2 separate regions of the Macaca mulatta genome follow, and region 2 is linked to region 1. The links are chromatin contacts, called in public Hi-C maps. All regions are on one chromosome and are shown on one strand. The core of a region is the stretch at or near the end of the contact, and the rest is flanking DNA. Distances in the headings are between cores, read along the strand shown.

Region 1 (5,632 bases), core at 2,767-5,266:
AGTTCTCAAATACTCACAATATTGAAAAATACAATACTGATAGACATTCAGGATACAACCTGAATGTCTATCATTACTTGAATGGATAAATTCACTGTTGTATAGTCATACAATGGAATACCACTCAGCAATAAAAAAGAATGAACTACTGGTATATACAGTAACATGGATGAATTACAGAAACAATATTCTGAGTGAAAGAATGCAGGCAGAAGAGAGTACATATTCTTTTTTTTTTTTTGGAGACAGGGTCTCACTGTCACCCATGCTGGAGTGCTGTGGTGCGATCTCAGCTCACTGCAACCTCTGCCTCCTGAGCTCAAGTAAGTGATCCTCCCACATCAGCCTCCCCAGTAGCTGGGACCACAGGTGCTTTCCACCATGCCCAGCTTTTTTATTTTTATTTTTTTGGGTAGACATGGGTTTTTCCCATGTTGCCCAAGCCAGTCTTGAACTCCAGGGCTCAAGCGATCCACCTGCCTTGGCCTCCCAAGGTGCCGAGATTACAGGCATGAGTCACTTACTGCTCTTATCACATACAAAAATATTAACATATGATGTCCTTTTTTTTTTTTTTTTGAGACAACATCTCCCTCTATTGCCCAGGCTGGAGTGCAGTGGGACAACCATGGCTCACTGCAGCCTCAATCTCCAGGACTCAAGCAATCCTCCCACCTCAGCTTCCCAAGTAGCTGGGACACAGGCGCACAGGGCACCACACATGGCTAATTAAAAAAATTTTGTGTGTAGAGATGGGGTCTCCCTATATTGCCCACGCTGATCTCAAACACCTACTTGGGCTCAAGTGATCCTCCTGCCTCAGCCTCACAAAGTGCTAGGATTACAGGCATGAGTCACTGCATCCAACAGATTGATTTCTAATGTCACCAAAACGAGCACTTTTAGTTATGACTGCTGGGAAAAATATGACTAAAATAGGTATCCAAAAAGACAAGGGAAATGCTGGATAGAAGAGCTATTCCATGAAGAACCCAAGGCAGTGATTTTCTCATTCCCCAGGCTAACATTTCATATTTTTATGGTAACCACTTGAAATACATGTATCAAAAACTTATAAAGGAAAAACTTACAGTTTAGCCTTTGTGCTATTTAGTAAGTCTTCTTCATCACTACACTCATCTTCATTTTCGTCATGGTCTGATGAATCTTCACTTTTTTCACCCTCTTCCTCTTCTTTTTCTTCCTCAGTGGCAACCTCACTTGCTTTGTCTTCCTCTTCCAAGTAAAAATTTTTATCAGCACTCATTCCAGGAGTTGTGTCAATTACAAACAATGCATTGTCACATGACAGACTTTCTGTGTCTCCACTTAATGACTCCCTTTGGCCACTATTTTCAACAAAACATAAAGTATCCTCTTCATTCTCACTGTTTTCAGACTGTTGGCTTTCATCACTGCTGAGAACTAATAAGACAGAATTATCTTTACCCTGAGATGTGTTGGGCGCAGACGTGTATAGTCTGGTATCACATTCAAAATCGACATTCCCTTCACTGTTCATGTCTTCACTGACACTTATAACTGTGGACTCTTCTTCATCATCACTACCACCACAATCACCAAACTCTGTCAGGTCACTTGCTTTTATGGGACTTTTTTTCTTGTCATTCCATCTGCCTACTTCCACAGTTGCAAATGTTTGAGTTAATGATTTCATTACAGCCTCAGAGTTCAGATTAGAGTGCACTGATACAGCATTTTTATTTTGGGGGGTTGAATGTCGCTGAGAAAGTAACTGTTGAAGGCTAGTGTCCTGAAGTTCAGAAAGATTCTTCAGCTGAGAACTTTTCTCATTAATTTCTTTCCCCTCATCTGTTATTCCATTGGCATCTTCATTCAAATCCTTACAATTCTGTTTTGTTTCTTTAAGAGATTCAACATTGGCCTGTTCTTGCACTGTTAATATATTTTCTGAACTTCTGTGGGAGAAATCATCATCGAAGTCATTATTATAGAAATTTGGCTTATTTATCTCAGAAAGAGATCTTGCTTGTAAATGGGAAGTTGGTCTGGTATCTGAATCCTCTGAATTCACAGGTGTGCCCACGATCTGTTTCTCATTTCCTGGTACAATCTTACTATCTTTCTTTTCAGTTTGTGCCTTTAATTTCCTCTGCATACTCCTGGTTTTTCTAGTTGCAATTTCAGAGAATGAAATGTCTGAGCTTGATGTCTCAGCAACAGATATAGCTTCTGTATGAGATTCTTGGCTTGGATCTGTCAGAGATTTAGCCTTACTTCTTCTGGTTCCTCTCGTTTTTTCTGTGGGAAGCACAATTCTAGAAATACCTGAAACATGAGATTCTGCTTCAGAGACTATTTCTTCAGTGTAAGACTCCTTTGTTGGAGTTACTTTCGGCTTTTTCCTAACACTGGACACTGGGGAGCATGCAATTAAGATCTGCCTTCTCCTAGTTACCCTTAAAATGGTATCATGGTGCTCAGACACAGAAGAATAATTTGACTCTGCCTCAGAGGTCTCTCCATCCGTAGATGGTTCAGTACCCTTTGGTAGTGAGCTTGTAGTTCTGCTCTTCCTCTTTCTAGCTTTAGGAGTTCTAGGGATTGAACTTTGTTTCCCAGTGGTCTGTGATTCAGCAGTAGTTCGGGCATCAGATCCAGTACTACTTTCTGGATGCGCTTGAATCCCATTAGCAGCAGAACTCTGCAAACCAGAGAAAACACACTGTAAATTAGGTACGGCTGGAACAAAGGCAAAGCCTTTGGTACTGACCCCAAAAGCTAAAACCCGGTAAACAAGATTACCTTTAAAACAAAAAACAAAACCCGCCCAACTCATGATTTTTAAAAAATCAAAATTTGGCAGGGCGCGGTGGCTCACGCCTGTAATCCCAGCACTTTGGGAGGCCGAGGCGGGTGGATCACGAAGTCAGGAGTTCCAGACAGCTTGGCCAATATGGTGACACCCCGTCTCTACTAAAAGTAAAAAAATTAGTCGGGCGTGTTGGTGCGCACCTGTAATCCCAGCTACTCGGGAGCCTGGAGCAGAATTGTTGGAACCCGGGAGGCAGAAGTTGCAGTGAGACGAGGTCGCGGCTCTAGCCTGGGCACTGCACTCTAGCCTGGGCGACAGAGCAAGACTCCGAATCAAAAAAAAAAAAAATCAAAATTTAAACACTGGATCCAACCCTGCATTTACTTCACTTGCCTCATCCTTCCTAGATGTAACTTCAGAAGCAGAACAATTAAAATTTTTCTGTTTAAAGTCAAATATAATGGGTAGACGAACATTCTGACCCACCTATAGGAGGGGGAGAAAAGGAATATTAACTCCGAACAACGATGTGTTTAGGAACACAATGATGGAATCAGCCGCCCTTACCTTTACGTAAGGAAAAAATCGCCGCCGCTCCGTTCCCTGCATCGCAGAGTCAGAATGAGACAGCCGACTGACGCCACTAAGAGTCACCAAGTGACGACACCACAGCCCTCCTCACGCCTTAAGGAGGTAACGCTGGACAGCTGCCAGCCTCCCCACGTGAAAACGAAGCTTTTTTTCCAGTTCCCCTAAATGGGGCTTGTGCATGGTGGCCGAAATTAACCCTCCTTGGTACCGTGTTAACAGTATGGTTTAAAAAGCTTGAACTATGCTTCTGCATTAAGGAGTTGAACGACCCAAAGAAAGTTATCTAACCTCTCTTCCATACTAAAAACTGCCTTAAAAGACAGTGGTGAGGGCTAGTTTTCGTGACAGTCTTAGCACGGGGCCTGGGAAACCCAAGCGCGCGGCAAGCTGGGGTCCTCTGTTGGCAGTCCGCACCCTTAAGCGGACCCTTGCGCCGCCCCGCCTGCCTGAGCGCCGCTCTGCGAAGCGGGGAGAAGTAGGAAAGACTGGATTTCCTACCTTCTGCCCGGAACTTTCAGCCGACGCGGCTTGGATGCTGGCCTTAGCCCGTGCGGATCTGGTAACCACCATCTTTCCGGCTCCCCCGCGACAACCACTACTTCCCTCTTCCCTGGCGCTCCGGAAATGCGTCAGAGAACTGTCTCGAGCGCGTTTTCCGCGAAGATCCGAGAGCTCGCGAGAATCTCATCCCTGCCTTCGCCCAGCCAGTTCAGGCTAGGGCGGTCTGAGACAACGGGCTTGGGTTTAAGTGTGCACTTTAGAGCTGTAGAAGACAAGCCAGATTTTTGCTGGCAAAGACCTTCATGGGGGCAGCGAAGCCCGCAGTGACAGAGGGCCTTAGCGTACAGGTTCACATGAATTGTAAAAACGCACCGACAGGCTATCCGTTCATTTGTTCAGTAGAATCATTTGAACCCGGGAGGCGTTCTTTCATTTCTGTGTTCTAAAGAGCTTAATGTAGCCCTTGGTGTATCCAAGGGAGACGTTTGAGGTATTTGTACTTTTTTTAAAAAAGGCAATATTTACTCGTGTATTATTTGTGACGCTAAATATAAATAAAATAAAATTTAAGGACTTGGTTGAGGTAAAAGGGATATAAAGTGCCCACAGGAACTCGGAGACAAAGTAGAAAGCTATATAATCTAAACGTGAGATGGTGTTTAGGGATTGGGAATAGCAGAAAAGAAAAAAAGTTAAAGAAATTGTAAAGGAGAGGAATAAGGTTTTGTTGTTATTGTTGTTGCAGTGAAAGGAAGAGAATGACCAGAATCAAGAGGTTTTTTTGGTTATCTTTTGGGACAAAAGGTAGAGAACTATGTTTGAGGGGATGGGGGATTGAAAAAATAAGTAAACGCAAATTATTGTTGGAGGTGAGAAACGATGGATGAGTGCCTCACCAAACCTAGTCTCTACTTCTTTATAACAGAAAATCAATTTTTTATTTAAAGTCACAGAACACAGACTTCGGTGGACACACTGCTTCCCAGCTTAAATTGCTTATTTTATAGTCTCCCTTGCAGCCAAATGTGGCTACGTGACTACGTTTTAGCCAATTAGGTATAAATTGTGTGCATGTCTTTAGGGACGGCATCTAAAAGAGAGGAGGCCGTCCCTGGCTTTTTTTTTTTTTTTTTTTTTTTTTTTTTTTTTTTTTTGGAGACGCAGTCTTGCTCTGTTGCCCAGGCTGGAGTGCAATGGTGCAATCTTGGGTCACTGCAACCTCCGCCTCCCGGGTTCAAGCGATTCTCCTGCTTCAGCCTCCGGAGTAGCTGAGATTACAGGAGTAGCTGAGATTACAGGCGCCCGCCACCATTCCCGGCTAATTTTTTTTGGTAGTTTTAGTAGAGATGGGGTTTCACTATGTTGGGCAGGCTGGTCTTGAACCCCTGACCTCAGGTGATTCGCCCGCCTCGGCCTCTCAAAGTGCTGGGATTACAGTGCTGGGATTACAGGCGTAAACCACCTCGCCAGGCCCTCGTGGCCTTTTAAAGTGCATTTTACTTCCTGGAAAGTTGGGTTCACTGGTTTTCAGGCAGCAAGTTTGTGCCATAAGGATGAAGGCATGCTTTAGAGATGGCATAGCAGTGAGATGGAAAAATCAACTCGTGGAGCTGCCCTAGGAGCCCTCAAGAGTCTTCTAGATTTTTCACCTGAGGAAAACACCTTGCTAAAAGCCACTGTTACTTACAGATTTTTCTATTTGCAGCCCAGCCTAATGCTAACTGAAGGACTGGATAATAAACA
Region 2 (6,360 bases), core at 2,848-5,347, 520 kb before region 1:
TTTGTACTTCACTAGTGTGTTAATCACTTCTTCCCATGCACATTCTTAACCTGTGTGTTTTATCACAGTATTTATTTCAATCTGGTTTATATTCTGCTTCTCCCACCAGATTATAGGGTCTTCAAGAACAAGGGGGGAGTTATATTCATCTTTATTTCTCCTACATCATAGTCAGGACACTAGACAGTTATTGAATGAATGTAGAAATCAGATGCTGTCTTCTCTTTTTTTTTTTTTTTTTTGAGACGGAGTCTCGCTCTGTCACCCAGGCTGGAGTGCAGTGGCTGGATCTCAGCTCACTGCAAGCTCCGCCTCCCGGGTTCACGCCATTCTCCTGCCTCAGCCTCCCGAGTAGCTGGGACTACAGGTGCCTGCCACCTCACCCGGCTAAGTTTTTGTATTTTTAGTAGAGACGGGGTTTCACTGTGTTAGCCAGGATGGTCTCGATCTCCTGACCTCGTGATCCGCCCATCTCGGCCTCCCAAAGTGCTGGGATTACAGGCTTGAGCCACCGCGCCCGGCCCAGATGCTGTCTTCTCTTTCCTCTTTCTATAGGACACCAAGTCTATACATGCCTGCCCAAACACATGCAAAAGCAAGCATGTCTTCTCTAAACAGCTCCCTTTCAACTCCACTATTTTTGACAGTGACACTCCCCTAACCGTAGTCTGAAGCTAAACTTTTTTTTTTTTCCTTTTCTTGAGACAGGGTCTCACTCTGTCACCTAGGCTGGAGTGTAGTAGCATGATCATGGCTCACTGCAGCCTCAACCTCCTGGGCTCAAGTAATCCTCCCACCTCAGCTTCCCAAGTAGCTAGGCTCACAGGTGTGCACAACTGCACCTAGACAACATGAAAAAATAATGTTTCATATATATGCACTCTCTCTGAAACTCTTAAAGCTTAATAAGGAGATGTTCTCTTTGTCCTCAAAAGCCTATTTATAATATAGATACATATAGTATACTATAAATAACTATTTAAATATGGGCTACAGATTAGCATATTTTATGACATATCACACTGGTATTTACATCCAATTAAATTTCTCTCAGCCACATATGTAATAAACTAGTTACATGGTTTATTACTAGTTGGACTGACCAAGCCTGATAAAGATAATAGACAGTAACATTATATAACACTTCATACTACAAAAAGTACTTTCACACAAGTCTCATTTGATTTTGAATCCTGTGTGTTACATAATATTTCTATATCTGAATTGAAGAAAATGAGGCTTGGAGAGTGACTTGTCTAAGTAAAAAAAGTTGGGACTGGTACCTACAACTCTTTACTACACATTCAATTCTGTTTATGCTACCACAGAAGCCTCTAGCAATAAACTATTACTGAAATAATGTGTGCTCTACTCATCTATTTAGCACAAGTCTATAAAGAACATAAATGTTACATGAAAAAGCAAAGTTATTATAGTTTTTTCAGGAGAGACAAGATATGGGTCAGTGACACTGTGACAACTCAGGACATTTTTTGCCAGCTAGCTTTTTCAGATTGATAAACTTGATAAGGTCAAGATAAATTTAGGCACTATAATAAATCTTTAAATCAACAGTAAACTGACGAAAAAAAAAAAACAACAAACCACCACTTCATAAAGATTTTTTTTTTGAGACAGTCTTGCTCCGTCGCCCAGGATGGAGTGTAGTGGTGCAATCTCGGCTCACTACAACCTTTGCCTCCAGGGTTCAAGTGATTCTCCTGCCTCAGCCTCCCAAGTAACTGGGATTACAGGTGCCCACCACCACACCCAGCTAGTTTTTGTATTTTTAGAAGAGGTGGGGTTTCACCATGTTAGCCAGGCTGGTCAACTTCTGAGCTTAAGTGATCCGCCTACCTTGGCCTCTCAAAAGTGCTGGTATTACAAGTATGAGCCACTATGCCCGGCCTGAAGAAAATTTAATTAAAATACTGTTTTTAATCAAAGAAATTTTGTTTTGACTAAATTTAGTAGCACTGAAAAACAAGTGTCCACACTTCAGAAATTAAAGAACCAGTAAGTGGTCCTGGAGAAAATGCTAAATGAAAAAATAGAGTAATAAACTGTAATGTCTTCTTGAGAACAGCATACAGGGCTCAGACAGAATGTTTTAAGAAAACATTGTCAACAAGCCAGGTGTCATCAAGAGTAATGAATCTGATGAACCAAAGTGACAAAATGGATTTAAACGGTGTCTTGTTTTTAGAAATTCCAACATCCCACTATTTATATAGCCTCTTATTCCACACGACAGTATGACAAACTTAGTTTGTCTTTTTTTTTTTTTTTTTAACGTTTTTTGAGACAAAGACTCTTTCTCTGTCACCCAGGCTGGAAATGCAATGGCACAATCGCAGCTCACTGCAGCCTTGACCCCCTGGGCTCAATCGATCCTCCCACCTTACCCTCCAGAGTAGCCAGAACTACTGTGCCTGCCACCAAGCCCGGTGGAAAAAAAAAACCCGTAAGAGTGTCATACTGTCATATGGGAGAAGAGGCTATACTATAAACAGTGGGATATTGGAATGAATACACACACACACACACACACACACAGATATTTGTAGGGACGGGTCTCACATGTTGCCCAGGGGGGTCCTGAACTCCTGGGCTCATGTGATCTCCCTGCCTCAGCCTCCCAAAGTGTTGGGTTTACAGGTATGATGAACCACAGCGCCCGGCTGACACACTTTTTAAAATGCAATTTCTGTTTAGATCTTGACACCTGTTGATATTACTAGTCACTATGGAAAGAAGCAAAAACAGTTAAGATGCTCTAACATTTTTTTCCCCTGTAGAAGCCAACATGGAATACACCATGAAAACTGTCTAAATGGGAACCTTCTAATACGGCTCATTGTACGCCATGCATTTCCACTACGTTGGAACTGACTTCTACTTTCCTCCTTATCTATTAGGCGACTTAGTCGCCTCTAGGCAAGTAACTTCTCTGTTTCATTTTCCATGCAGTAAAAAAAAAAAAAAAAAAGGTGGAGGACTTTAGAGAGCTTTTACCCGAATAAGGTCTATTAGACATCTTCAAAAGCTTTCTCTCCAGACGACGCAGAAACAGGCACACGGGATTCTGTGCTTTCCCCACCTCCCACTCCCAAGCCCAGGCCCCATTCTTCTCACTTTCAATCCTCATTTGGGCTCCTAAAAGAATAGCAAAGAGAGTTCTTTTATCAATACCAGCGCTCCTCTGTCCCCAAATCCGGCTAGGGATGGGTTCGGAGGCCTCAGCTGCTGGAGAGAGGGTAGAGACGATCCTTCCTCGCCCATCTAGCCAGCCACCACCCCTTCCCAGATCTAGCGTCCGGGCCCCTGACCAAGCGCGTGCTTGGAGCTCTCCGGTACAGTGACGCGCGCGCTTGCCCGGCTAGGGCCCCTGTGAAGGAATGGGATCCCGAGGTGCTTGCCAGGACCGCAGCAGGCGGAAGCTGCTGGCAGCGGGAACGGGCGGCTCCCGTCAGCGTGGGTGGGGGAAGGGCGGCAGCCACATCCGGAAGTCGGTCCGGGAGGGAGGGGGAAATCTGAGGAACGAAGCTTCCGGCGGCGCAAAGGGTGTCGGGAGCGGCTTCCTGCAAATCTTCCCTGGCCTCTGGAGGGACCACCGTTGCCGCCGCTTCGGCTTCCAGGATCTGCGTTCGGGTTACGCGGCCACGGTGGCAGCCACTGCGACTCCCACTGTGCCTGGCTCTGTCCATATTAGTTCCCAGGCGGCCGTCGCCGTTCCAGCAGCGGCAGCGGCGGACATGTTGTGAGGCGGCGGCGCGGGTGTCTGAAGGATGGTTTGGCCGAGGCGGCGGCAACGGCTGCTGGCGGCGGCGGCAGCGGCAGCGGGGCCTCGGGCTCTATAGAGCCGAGCCCGCTGGGTACCCGCCCGGTACCGCGGCGAGGCCAGTGCCCCTGGATCTTGCCTCTTCGACGCCGTTGGGGACCAGTTAGGCGACAGTGCCCGCCCCTCTGAGGAGACCCGAAGGTGGTTCCCCAGCCGCTCAAATTTCCGGACCACCGCGCTTTCCCCTCAGCCTGGGCTGTGCTCTCTCTAGAATCCTCAGGCCCCCACTTTCTTCCCAAACTCATCCTAAATCTCTCACACACGCGAGCGTTCCCAGCCCTCAAGCCAGCTCCTCCTCCGTTCATTTTCTGCACCCTCTTCGCGAAGCACCCCCCGGGATCACTCTCCGAGGGCGGCTTTTTGAGAGATCTCCGTGGAGTAGTGGACCAGAGCCGGGGAGTTTTTAAAAGCCGGGGCGCGAGAAACAGGAAGGTACTATGGCTTCCTCGTCTGGCAACGATGATGATCTCACTATCCCCAGAGCTGCTATCAATAAAATGATCAAAGAGACTCTTCCTAATGTCCGGGTGGCCAACGATGCTCGAGAGCTGGTGGTGAACTGCTGCACTGAATTCATTCACCTTATATCTTCTGAAGCCAATGAGATTTGTAACAAATCGGAAAAGAAGACCATCTCACCAGAACATGTCATACAAGGTAAGTCATGTGTGGAAATTGGTTTGAATGAGGGTCTAGGGGAGCAGTCTGCTAATCGCGTGACGCTTTCATGTCAAAGCCTTCATTCCTCTTCACTGGTAAGTAACTTAATGAAAAAGCCAGACTGGCATGTAGGTAGCCCGTGCTTTAAAAACAATCCCTTTGTAGCATTCTTGCAGTACTTTTCATCTAGCGAATACACGTAAGGAGTGCAAACATTTAGGTCAACGTCCCCAAAACATAAAGAGTGATCTCACTTTACAGCCAGGTAAGCCGAAGCAACAGGAATTGCTTGCCTGAAGTTGAACTTAGATAATAATTAAGGAACGCAGAAGTTCTCCCTTGGAAAATTAAAAATTCAGACAGAGGAACTTCAAGTATGGATGGAGACAGAGCGCCCCTTCCCCACCTGACCTTTCACCAATGTAGAGGAAAAGATTTATTTTCTGAACACATGAGTTAAAAAATTCTTAATATACAATGTGTTCAACGTTGTCAAGTTTATCGTTGTTGAATAAAAGGAGGTATGTTTTCTGCTCTAAAAATGGTTTGATGGTACGTTCATGAATGAGTTACGAAAGCACTCCTGGTCCATTCTGTAAGAAAAGGGTGAACTTTAAATTTTTGTTTTTTTCTTTTTGTTTGCCTTTATGTCGTTTGCTTTGTTCTATTCTGTGGAGATAAGTTTTAAAATCTTTGATTGAAAGTTTATGCAAGTTTTTTTTTTTTAAACGGAAAATTTCCCCGTCCTTTCCTGCTGTCATTCTTATTTGGATGCATACACTTAGGCTTTTATTGAACAGCACTTCTGAAAGCTTCAACAGTTTCTTTTATCCTGAAAAGGTTGTGGTCCCGTAATAGGGATTTGGGGGACTGTATTCTAATGGTTTCAGAGAGGAGAAACATATTTACTAGTCATAATGTTTCGGGAATGTACCTTTTGCGATATTTTTACATGTACTCTTGTGAAAGAGTTGTTCTCAATTTGAAGTGAGAACTTGCCTTTCGTAATAATCTAATTAAAAGTATTGATTGCTTGTGAAACCAGGGAAAAAATGGTTAATTTTAATCATTTTGGTAGGCAGGTGGTTGTCTGTCACTTAATTTTTATACTTTAACTTTTTAAAATGTGACTTGCCTGTTGTACTGAAGTAGAGAACACATCTGCTTATGTTGACCATATCCAATATTTTACTGTCAGTATTGACAAAAGGATTAAATGATTGATTTTTAATCCTTTATGACGTCTTGAAAGTAGTTTTAAAATATATCCTGCCATTTCAGTACATAAGGAGAAAAATCCCTAGGAAAAAGCATATTTGATTCTTAAAACTAGTACTAGTTTTTTTTTTTTTTTTCTACTTGATGTGCTGAATACTCTAGCAAGTAAAATGAAAGCCAAGTTGTCTGTTTTTTCTCTTGTGTATTTATTTTTACATTGTATGTGTGATTGCTGTCATAAGTCTTTCACAAGATTATCCAGCACAGATAGCTGTAATTTCTTTTTACAACTCATAAAAAGGAAAAAGAACTTTTTATCAACATTGCCTTTCTAATGAAAATTGCAAAAGATTTCAACAGGGTCTGCCTAAATATTTGTTTACACTACAGAAGTGGGGATCGTTCCAAAAACCTAATAACACATTACAGTCTGTCTTCTTGGGGAGAGTTAATTCTTTTCTAGGATATATTTAGATTTCTGATTGACATGATGGAATAGAAGTGCAGCTGTAGCAAGCAGTATGCTAAATAATTCAACTTTGGAATATGCTAAATTCAGTTTAATGTGTGAGTCAGAAAGCTATAGTGAAAAAGCATTTCCATTGTGTAATGAAGATGATTTGTTTTTGAAAATCATGTAT

The links. Hi-C and Micro-C count contacts between places; a contact is called where the count stands out from the background.
Region 2: a contact with region 1 is called in a Hi-C map of fetal cortical plate, with 2.0 times the contacts expected there. The contact joins the promoter of DR1 here to the promoter of DNTTIP2 in region 1. A contact is called at or near these places in 2 of 14 Hi-C or Micro-C datasets (blood and fetal cortical plate).

What each region holds. Positions count from the first base shown.
Region 1 is chr1:146,403,043-146,408,674 of T2T-MMU8v2.0, reverse strand. DNTTIP2 (deoxynucleotidyltransferase terminal interacting protein 2) reads right to left here and starts at 4,016. Exons shown (of 7, transcript XM_015145331.3): 1 at 3,887-4,016; 2 at 1,092-2,686. The coding sequence starts at 3,958.
Region 2 is chr1:146,925,927-146,932,286 of T2T-MMU8v2.0, reverse strand. It overlaps DR1 (down-regulator of transcription 1), which reads left to right and starts at 4,097. Exons shown (of 3, transcript NM_001257839.1): 1 at 4,097-4,498. The coding sequence starts at 4,279.